Regions from separate parts of the Mus musculus genome. Here region 1 is linked to region 2. The links are chromatin contacts, called in public Hi-C maps. All regions are on one chromosome and are shown on one strand. Each heading gives the region's core, a stretch centred on a gene start, on an enhancer-like site or on the middle of the called end of the contact. The rest is flanking DNA. Distances are from core to core; before and after follow the strand shown.

Evidence for each region. Hi-C and Micro-C count contacts between places; a contact is called where the count stands out from the background.
Region 1: a contact with region 2 is called in a Hi-C map of CD4 T cells, with 6 times the contacts expected there. The contact joins the promoter of Atp7b here to the promoter of Mcph1 in region 2. A contact is called at or near these places in 1 of 39 promoter capture datasets (cranial neural crest) and 1 of 484 Hi-C or Micro-C datasets (CD4 T cells).

Annotation. Positions count from the first base shown.
Region 1 is chr8:22,057,590-22,062,217 of GRCm38.p6, reverse strand. Atp7b (ATPase, Cu++ transporting, beta polypeptide) reads left to right here and starts at 2,144. Exons shown (of 21, transcript NM_007511.2): 1 at 2,144-2,246. The coding sequence starts at 2,163. Alg11 (asparagine-linked glycosylation 11 (alpha-1,2-mannosyltransferase)) reads right to left here and starts at 1,497. Exons shown (of 4, transcript NM_001243161.1): 1 at 1,448-1,497; 2 at 102-332. The coding sequence starts at 1,491.
Region 2 is chr8:18,593,420-18,597,834 of GRCm38.p6, reverse strand. Mcph1 (microcephaly, primary autosomal recessive 1) reads right to left here and starts at 2,704. Exons shown (of 14, transcript NM_173189.3): 1 at 2,200-2,704; 2 at 821-912. The coding sequence starts at 2,239.

The DNA of each region.
Region 1 (4,628 bases), core at 895-3,394, 3.5 Mb before region 2:
GGATAACAGCTCTGCAACACTGAAATCTGTGGAAACTAAAATTCAGTATGATCTTAGCAAGCAGTAGCGCTGTGTTTGAGCTAAGAAAGATGCATACCTACTTTTTCTGCAGGGCTCTCAAAGCACACCACAGAACTCTCTCTCCTCCGCCACCTGCATTACAGTATGGATGGAAAAATGCAACCACCGTTTGTTCTTTTCCATTTTTGCTGGTCGACACAGACTTCTTCTTTCTCTGTAGATGCCACCTGATAACCCAAAGGCCAATGACCAAATATACACACAAAACTCCGCATATCATCAGTCCAGGAAAGAAGAGTGAATAGAAAAACCTGAGATAAATAAAAGGTGAAAATCAACCTGTTGTCAATTTAAAAAGTCAGCTACAAACTAAGGTTTACTTTTTACACACTTGCTTAATATTAAGTTCTGTAGCTCCTAAGTCTGCTAAAAAAATTATTTAAAAAAAAAGTGCCGGGCGGTGGTGGCACATGCCTTTAATCCCAGCACTTGAGAGGCAGAGGCAGGAGGATTTCTGAGTTTGAGGCCAGCCTGGTCTACAAAGTGAGCTCCAGGACAGTCAGGACTATACAGAGAAACCCTGTCTCGAAAAACAAAAACAAAACAAAACAAAAAAACAAAAAAAATTAATTTTTTTCCCCTTAGTGGTGATGACTGGTGATTCAGGGCCTCAAAGATGTTAGGTAAACACTTGATTCCTAGCCAATACATACCCATATTTAAACCAAATGCTTGGAAGAAAGGTAACTGTAATCCAAAGCTTTGAATTACTTATCAATGACCATTATAATGCAGAAAGTCACTCATGACAATGTACACTGTACAGAGCTGGCAGCATTCCATTTATCGGGAAAAGGCCAAGAATGTGCTAGAACAAACTAGCCTATTCATATTTTTAGCAATCACTACAGACCTTGAAGCAGACAGCTCAGAAAGGAAGATGTAATACAAACTCTGGCAAGAATGCATGTATCCACTGCTCTTCAGAACGCTATTTCGCTAGCTATAAATGTTCAACCTGAACAAAAACACATATGAACTTAGGTAGGCTTTCATAGGGCAGAAACAACTTTTGAAATATGGAACTATTACAATAGTAGTGACCACCGGGTGGTTAACATTCCTGTTTATTTCTACCAACTTTATGTAATTCTTACATAAGAAACGATATGTATCTCAAAGGCAAAACCAATATATTTACAACTTTAAACATCAACCAGGAAAGAAGAAATCAACAGATGGTCAAGTAGCAGAGAGTCAACCAACTGGTTTACGAAGCAGCAGGTAGCCAGTTAAGGAAAACAGCTGATCGGCATGCGAAACAACCGAGGTAAACCGAGGCACGAAGAAAGCGCTTCTACAGACTTTATCTGGACTGCCTCCAAACCCTCCACGCCCTCGTGAGCTCAGGCCACCAGATCCTCACCGCAGCACGGCGTACACGCACCAGCTCCCAGTGTCCGCCGCCATCTTATCCCACCCTCCCCTCTCACAGCCCGGAAGCGCTTGCCTGTTCTTCTATCCTATTGGCTCCTGAGGAAGCGTGTGCCGTTAGCCACGCCCCCCGCTTACACGCCTTCCTGCAGGTTGCCTAATAGCCGCTTCCCACAGGCGGGGCGCACACGGGCCCATCCCACTTGGGCCACGCCGCTGCGGTGGCGGTGGTGGGGCGTGGCTTGTGATGGACAGCCGGCTCTCTCGCCCCTCCCACCCCACTCGCCCCGCCCACTTCGCTCCCCCCCCTCCCGTCTGGAAGCCCCCTTGAGGGCGCCCAGCCCTGCCCCCACCGCGGCGCTGCCAGCCGGTTGGGACCCAATGGGAGGTCCGGGCGGGCGACGAGCTAATCTTCCAGTACAGAGTCCGCTCTTTCAGAGGTGTCGGCGAGTCCCCAGCGGCCGCAGTAGCGGGGCGCGGGGTGGAGAGGGGGCTGCGCTGGAGCGGGCGTCCTGAGACTGTGGTCCTCGCTGCACCCTATCTGCAGCGCACCGCGGACCTCGCTGTCCGTAGTCCGCAGCGCCGGGGCTGGGAGATCTGAGCCCTGTGTTCCCCAGGAACCACGGATGCGCTTCTTCGCGCCTCCTCTCCCTGGCTTGTAAAGTCGCCCTTCCCTCCCCCCAACCAGGTGACCTTTGGGCTCGGGGATGGATCCCAGGAAGAACTTGGCGTCTGTGGGGACGATGCCTGAACAGGAGAGACAGGTCACAGCCAAAGAGGCCAGTCGGAAAGTAAGTTTCCTTTGCCTGACCGCAGCGTGTACGCACCTGCTCAAAGCGCTTTTCTCCTCGGTTCCTCCAGGGCTCGTGACTGTGGACACGTACCCCTGAGAACCCGGGAGGAAAACCCTCTAGATCAAGGGTGCCACTAGCCCTCTGGTGTACAACGATTTCGAGCCCAGAACTTTCCCCGGTCCTTATTAAAGAGCTCTTGAGCGTGGGCTTGCTGTATAAAAACTCTAGTTGCTCCTGGGAGTGCTAATACCTCGCTAATGCCTGGCTAATGCTCCTCAAAAGGTCTACATCCAAGTCCTGTACCTTGAAGGCATTCATTTAATAATACAGGGGGTTAATTAATGCAGCCTCTTAGAGATGCAAACAGCGTAGAATATTTAACATGAAAAGCAGGTCTGTTTTTCTTTTCTTCATGTGCGTTTTCAATCAACAAATACTTACTGAAACTTGTATAGGTCGCAGGCATATGATGAATTCTTGAAGATTTGTGCATTGTTTTAAAATATTTTGTCTAGCTTAATTGAAATCACGTTTTATGTTCTCGGAACTTTTTTTTTCCAATTAGTTATACTTTGTAGATTGTTTCCCAGAGTGTCATAGGTGTTCCCCATAGTCTGTTGGTGGTTCCCTCTTGGGTGGTCATGGCGATTGCTTCCTTTCTTTCCCAGTTGACGTGATCTTTGCACTTGAATTGTTGTGTGTGTGTGTGTGTGTGTGTGTGTGTGTGATGGAGGTTAGGGGCATCTTGCTGGACTTAGTGCTGCTTTTCCCACCATGTGTGTCAGTGTGTCGGGTCGTCGGGTTTAAAAGCTAGTGCCTTTACCCACTGAGCCATCTTGCCCTACTTGTACTTGAGTCTTTTTTTTTTTTAAAGCATTTATTTATTTGTTTTATGTGTATATGGGGAAGAATGGAGGGGGAGAGAATCTAGGCGTGAGAGGTCAGCAGAAGACGTCCAGGAGTTGGTTTTCCCTCCTTTCAGCAAACAGGTCCTAGGGCTTCAAGATTGTGTGCATCCACTCATCGAGCCATTCAACTGGCCTTACACTTGGTTATTGACATCGAATTTAATACTGGGCGTATTTCTTTAGGTCTGGATTGCTGGATTGGAGCTTGCTCCTTTTGTTCAGGTCTCTGAAACTAATTAATCCAGCAGTTTTATCCAGCGTCCCTTGTTAGTGAAATTCATGTAGACTCTGGTGTGTAGGAATGAGAGGGGTGTAGGTTAATGGACAGGCAGGGAGAGAGGTGGCTGAGTAGGTGTGAAGACAGCCCACACCGGGTAGGGGTGGCCAGAGCAGAGAAGGAGATGCCCCCTATCTTTGTCAGTGTCCCCCTGAAAGAGTAAAGTCTTTATCTAATCAGGTGAAATTGAAGACCTGCTCCTCTGTGGAAGCAGTCGGTTAACTGCTCTGTCTCTTGTTGGCCTCACCCGCTTCTGAATTACACTGATAATGGCTTTAGGCGAAGTCACTGAACTTATTATATGCGTGACACTGTATTAGTTTTTACTCCCATGTGTTTACTCGTTCGATTCTTAGGACCCGTGCCACTTTGTCTTTATTCAGTTTTTTTGCGGTGCTGAAAGGCAAACCCATGGTTCTGTGCTCTGACATAGATTTTTGCCTTAACTCTGTGCTCAGGACCAACACAGGGCCTCTAGCATTCTGCTAGTGACTGCATTTCCAGACCTCACCTGCCTGTTACCATTCTATTGCCACTTTGTCCTTGCTGTGGTTCAGCACGTGCTTTTTTGGATATTGTTTCAGAAATGCTAAGGTCCCAGGACCTTTATATGCAGCTATGACTTAAGACCTTTCCTTTAGGGAAGTTTACTTTCCTATAGAATGGCTTAGGGGTGCGATTTACCAGCAGGGGTAGGTGTTGGGGGCACAAAGGTTTTTTACTCACAGAGAAGCACTAAGAGAACCAGAAATGTTAATCAAGCTGGGGTGTCTCCTCAAGTGGGGAGGGGTGTAAAAATCAAATACCTTCATTCCATCCAGAAAGCTGAGGGTAGATTTTGTTAATGACCTGGTGATCTATTTTCTATCTGTGGAGGCAGACTCACCTACCTTTTGCTATAGGGGCACACCTCACCCAAATTCCCCAGAATACTTATCCCAGACTCTTCCCTCCCTAGACTGTCACCCACCTTTAGGGGAGATGTCAGGAGTACTTTATGGCCTGCTGATCTCTACCATCCTATGAAACCACACTACATTCTAGGCCTTTTAGCTAAAGAACCTACCTACCTCCTTTGCGGTCACATGTAGTTTGCAAAGGAATTTCTATGTAGTCACACTTCAAGCTTTACTGTGCACCTAGATTGAAATGACTGTTGCCTGGAAACCCTTACCAAAATTGTGTTTTAAATAT
Region 2 (4,415 bases), core at 1,455-3,954:
CTGGTAGATCCTTGGACTTCCGTTCACAGCTGGATCTCAAGGAGGCATTTCCTCACCCAAAACTCCTTTCTCTGTGATGACTCCAGCTTGTGTCAAGCCAGTATAGCTTCCTATCAGAGCAGTCTGAGTTTACTATCTCCATTTCTTCCTAAGTCAGGAATCTCAGACTCACCTTGAACCCTTTTGTCCTTTAAAAAGAAAGTGAGCTAGAGCAATCGCCTCATAACTGACAAGCCTTAAGCACATCTTACCGTTCCTTAAGGCTCTGCTGTTCTGAATCCACACCTCTTAAATTCTTTCATACTTGCTTTTGATATTCTCCTGACAATTTTTTTTCCCTTTCTTGTTCCCAGGTTGGTGGTCAGGCCATCACTGGTCCTTAAACACTCCTCCTCCTCCTCCTTTAGGACTCCTCAGGATCTGAGTAAGGTTCCATCCTCTGCTGACCCCCACATCAGTCTACAGATCTGACTGCCTCAAGCTCCAGACATGAGTAATCAAATGCCTATGAGATGTTTCCAATATGCCTACGGTCACAATCTTCCCTTGGAAACCTGCTCATTCTCCTGCATCTTTACTCTCTCCACTGCGAGTACCAGCCCTCACTGAACCAATGCCAGACTCAAGTCTCCCACTAGACTCCTCCTAACACAATGCCTCCAAGACTATCTCCTCTGTAAGCACTGCTGTCCAACTTGTATTTGGTTGGTTTGTTCTGCCTCCTACCACTCACCCACTGCTAAGTCCTTCGTGTTCTAAGGAACAGCTCCCATAACGAGAAAACACCAGGTTATCAGTCATTTTGATATTAATTTCTTACCGTTGCCCCCATATCCTCAAGTTGCTTTGCAAACGTCCTTGAGTAATTCTCTGTCCCTTTGGAAGACCATACTTCAACATAGGCCACAACATCTGAAAATAAGCAAGATCTTAGCAGGAACCACACACTAGGAATTGCACACCCCCTCCCACAATAGATTCTTCTCTTGTTCTGTTTATTTTAGGGAAAAAAAAGTGAAAGTTTCCTATTACGTGAAGATTTCTTATTACGAATCTATTCAAAACATCATCCTTGCCATTTTGGTAGTATTTTAAATCTTCCTCATCCAGGAAGATTTATAATTATCCTGGATTATGCTTTCTGTAAAGAAACAGATATAGTAATCATTCCAGGCTTTCTGGCCCAGACTATCTTCCAATAACACGATTCTATGGCCATAGCATAGTCAAGCTAATACAGTTCAGTTCTAATAAATTATTTATATGAAGTTGGGTATCTTAGCACATAGTGATTATAAAGTAGAGGCAAGAGTTCTACGCCAAAGCATGTGGTGGTGGTGTATCCCTTTAAAACCAGTATTTGAGAGGCAGAGGTAGGCAGATCTCTGAGGTCAGCCTGGTCTACAGACTGAGACAGAGTTTCCAGGTCCAGGAAGGCTAGAGCCACAAGAGAAACTTTGTTACACAAGCAAGCCCACACCCCCACCCCACACCCCCAAACCAAATTAAAAAACAGAGATAAGTCAGCCTCAGCTACATAGCAAGTTGGAGGCAAACTTGCTTTCTAAAATAATAAATAAAAATTTAAATATATATACACATATATGATATAAATATAATAAACACATAGCTATAATAAATATAATATATAAATATATAAAATATATTTATACTTGGAATCTCCTCACCCAGGGTCCCATGTTCTGAGCACGTGTTAGCACGACAAAAATACAACAACAACAAAAAAAAAGGTGAGCTCCACAAGTGTCAGGCAGCTCTACTCAGGTAGGACCCTCCAGAGGCCATCACACTATTACCAAATTCTTACTTTTCCTGATCCCACAACTGCAGAGGCCATAGAGGCAAGAGGATCCCAGAAAGCTAAGACAGGAGCCTATCCTCCCGCCAGCTCTCCAGGGCTCAGCCTGCACCGGGGTGGGGTGGGGGGATTGGGGAACACATAGGGGTCGATGAAGGTCACAGGGTGAATGTATGTGGGGTGTCCACACAGGTGGTCGGGATCCTGAGTGAGGGGACTCCGGGTGTGAGGGAACCTAGGATGTGAGAGGACCTCGGGCGTAGGGAGCCCTGAGATGGGATGGGACCTGGCCTGGGAGCCGATCCCGGCGGCCCAGGCAAGACAACCAGGCGCTGGGAGCCTAGACCCCAGCCCCCTCCCTACTGGGCGTGTCTCCTCACCTTTCAGAAAGGCGCCCCCAACGCCTCCCGAGGCCTCCATGACCCGACCAGCTTGAAGCTGCGGGACCGAGCGTGCGCCGGCAGGAAGGCAGAGGGGTGCGCATGCGCAGGCCGTGCCCCCTGGGCTCGCCGCGTCAGGCTTAGGGGTGTGTGTGTGTGTGCGCAAGGGCTCCGGGTTCCCTTCCCTCGCCGAGAGCGCCCGGCTCAGTGACACACGACAGCCGAGACCTGATCGCTCACGGGCGGCCCTGAAGCTCTCCGGCGACCTGGCAGGAGTCAGCCCGCCGCACCGCGGCTTCAGGGCGCAGGTCAGCGCCGCGGTCGCTTGTCCCCGCAGGGTTCGCTCGTCCTCGTTGCGCAGCGCTCGGTGACCGGGGAGGGGACCCACCCGTGGGCCCTGCCTCAGCCCTGCACCCTGGAGCGCGAGCGGGACTGCTGCAGCGTCCGCGGGCCCTCTGGGTCTTCAAACCTCCCGCCCGCGAGTCTGCGAGGGGGCGGGTCGGACGCGGGCCCGCCTCCCCGCGCAAGGGCTGCCGGGAGAGGGAGGAGGACGGAGCCGCCTAGGGAGGACGGAAGCCAGGGAGTGCCTGCTCTTCTGTAGATAACAGTATCCTTTCGTCGCCTTAAGCGCCGGGCGTTAAAAACAAAAACAAAAAAACCACCCAACTGGTTTGGACAGACAGGTTGTTTTGGGTTTTGTATTTATTTGTTACACGTGTGAGTACTTTGCCTGCTTGTACATATTTGCACCACGTGCGTGCCTGGTGCCAGTGGAGGTCACTAGAGGGCGTCAGATCCAATTACACATGGTTATGTGCCACCATAAGGGAGCCAGGGACCAAATTCGGGTCCTCTGCTAGAGCAAATGTTCTTAACCACTGAGCCATCTCCTTAGCTCCTGGTTGGGTGTTTAGAGAGATGGCCTTGGTTTCTAGCTCACAACACTCAGCCCTTCTCCCGACTCAGCCTTCCCCAAGAGCTAGGATTACAGACTGGCCCAGCAATTTGGCTTTAAAAAAAAAAAAAAAAGATAATTTATATAGATATACACACACATATACATATATATATATTTCAAAATTATTTTAAATGTACATATTAAAATATATAATATATATAATTTTAAAAAGCCAAATTCCGAGTGATGAGCTGTTAATGGGAATTCACGAATTGAAGCATCTTCACTAACACAGTGGGAGAGCTTTCACTAGGCAGTGCAAAGAGAAACTCAAGACAAAATGGCTGCTTAAGGTGCCCAGTAACATACCACAGTGTCTGCTGGCCTCCAGGCTTACGTGGTACCTGTGGCTCCTTTTAGCGTTTCTCAACCCACCTCCTGCTCTAAACTTCTCCAGCTCTTGGGCTTCAGTTCCCCAAGCTTCTCATTCCTATATAACCCCGCCATTTCAGGCTGGTACTTAGTCCTACTGACCCTCTCTCTCTCCCCCCTCCCCTCCCCCTGCTCCTCCCCCTTTCCCTACCCCACCCTCTGTCCTCTCTTTTGCTTTTCTCTCTTCTCTTCCACCTTTCTTCCCAGTGCCCACTCCTCTCATGGCCTGACCTACCCTGCTGGCCAAGTCCGATAGAGAGCTTTCTCTCCCTTCTGTGGACTTTTCCAGATGCCTCAGGCTGAACTCTCCCTCCGATCTAAATAACCCTCCCCTCGGCTGTATGCTCTCACTTTATACAGGCAGTAAGAGCAGGACTAGGATTCCTGAGAAGGGAACACAGAATCAGAACCATGGCTTGGTTCTCAGACTTCCTTATTTGGCTATCTTAGGTGAACCGGCATCTTATCTCCTCTTACTGTTGGGACCCTTTGGGTTCTCTAACCTTTCACTTAGATTCCCTGCCACTCAGCATGACTGACTCCACTTTGGTTTGATCAGCTTTGCTGGATGGACATGGTGTGCAAACTTAGTCCAAAGCAAGGGCCTCCCAGAATCTTTTGTTGAATCACTACTAATAGGTTTTTCTCTGCCAGAAAAAAAAAAAAAAAAAAAAGCCAATTCAAACCAAATTAAGAAGTTTAAAAAAAAAATGTAGGTTTATTTGGGAATGGGCTCCTGGGAAAGTTCACTAGGCTCAGGACAAGACAAGAAAATGTCAAGAATAGACTATGGCTGGAGAAGGTTTTTTTAATAGATTGTAGGTGAAGGAAAATGACATGTCTGCCATACGCTTATGCCCTGGTATGGTCATCTAGGGTAAGGGGC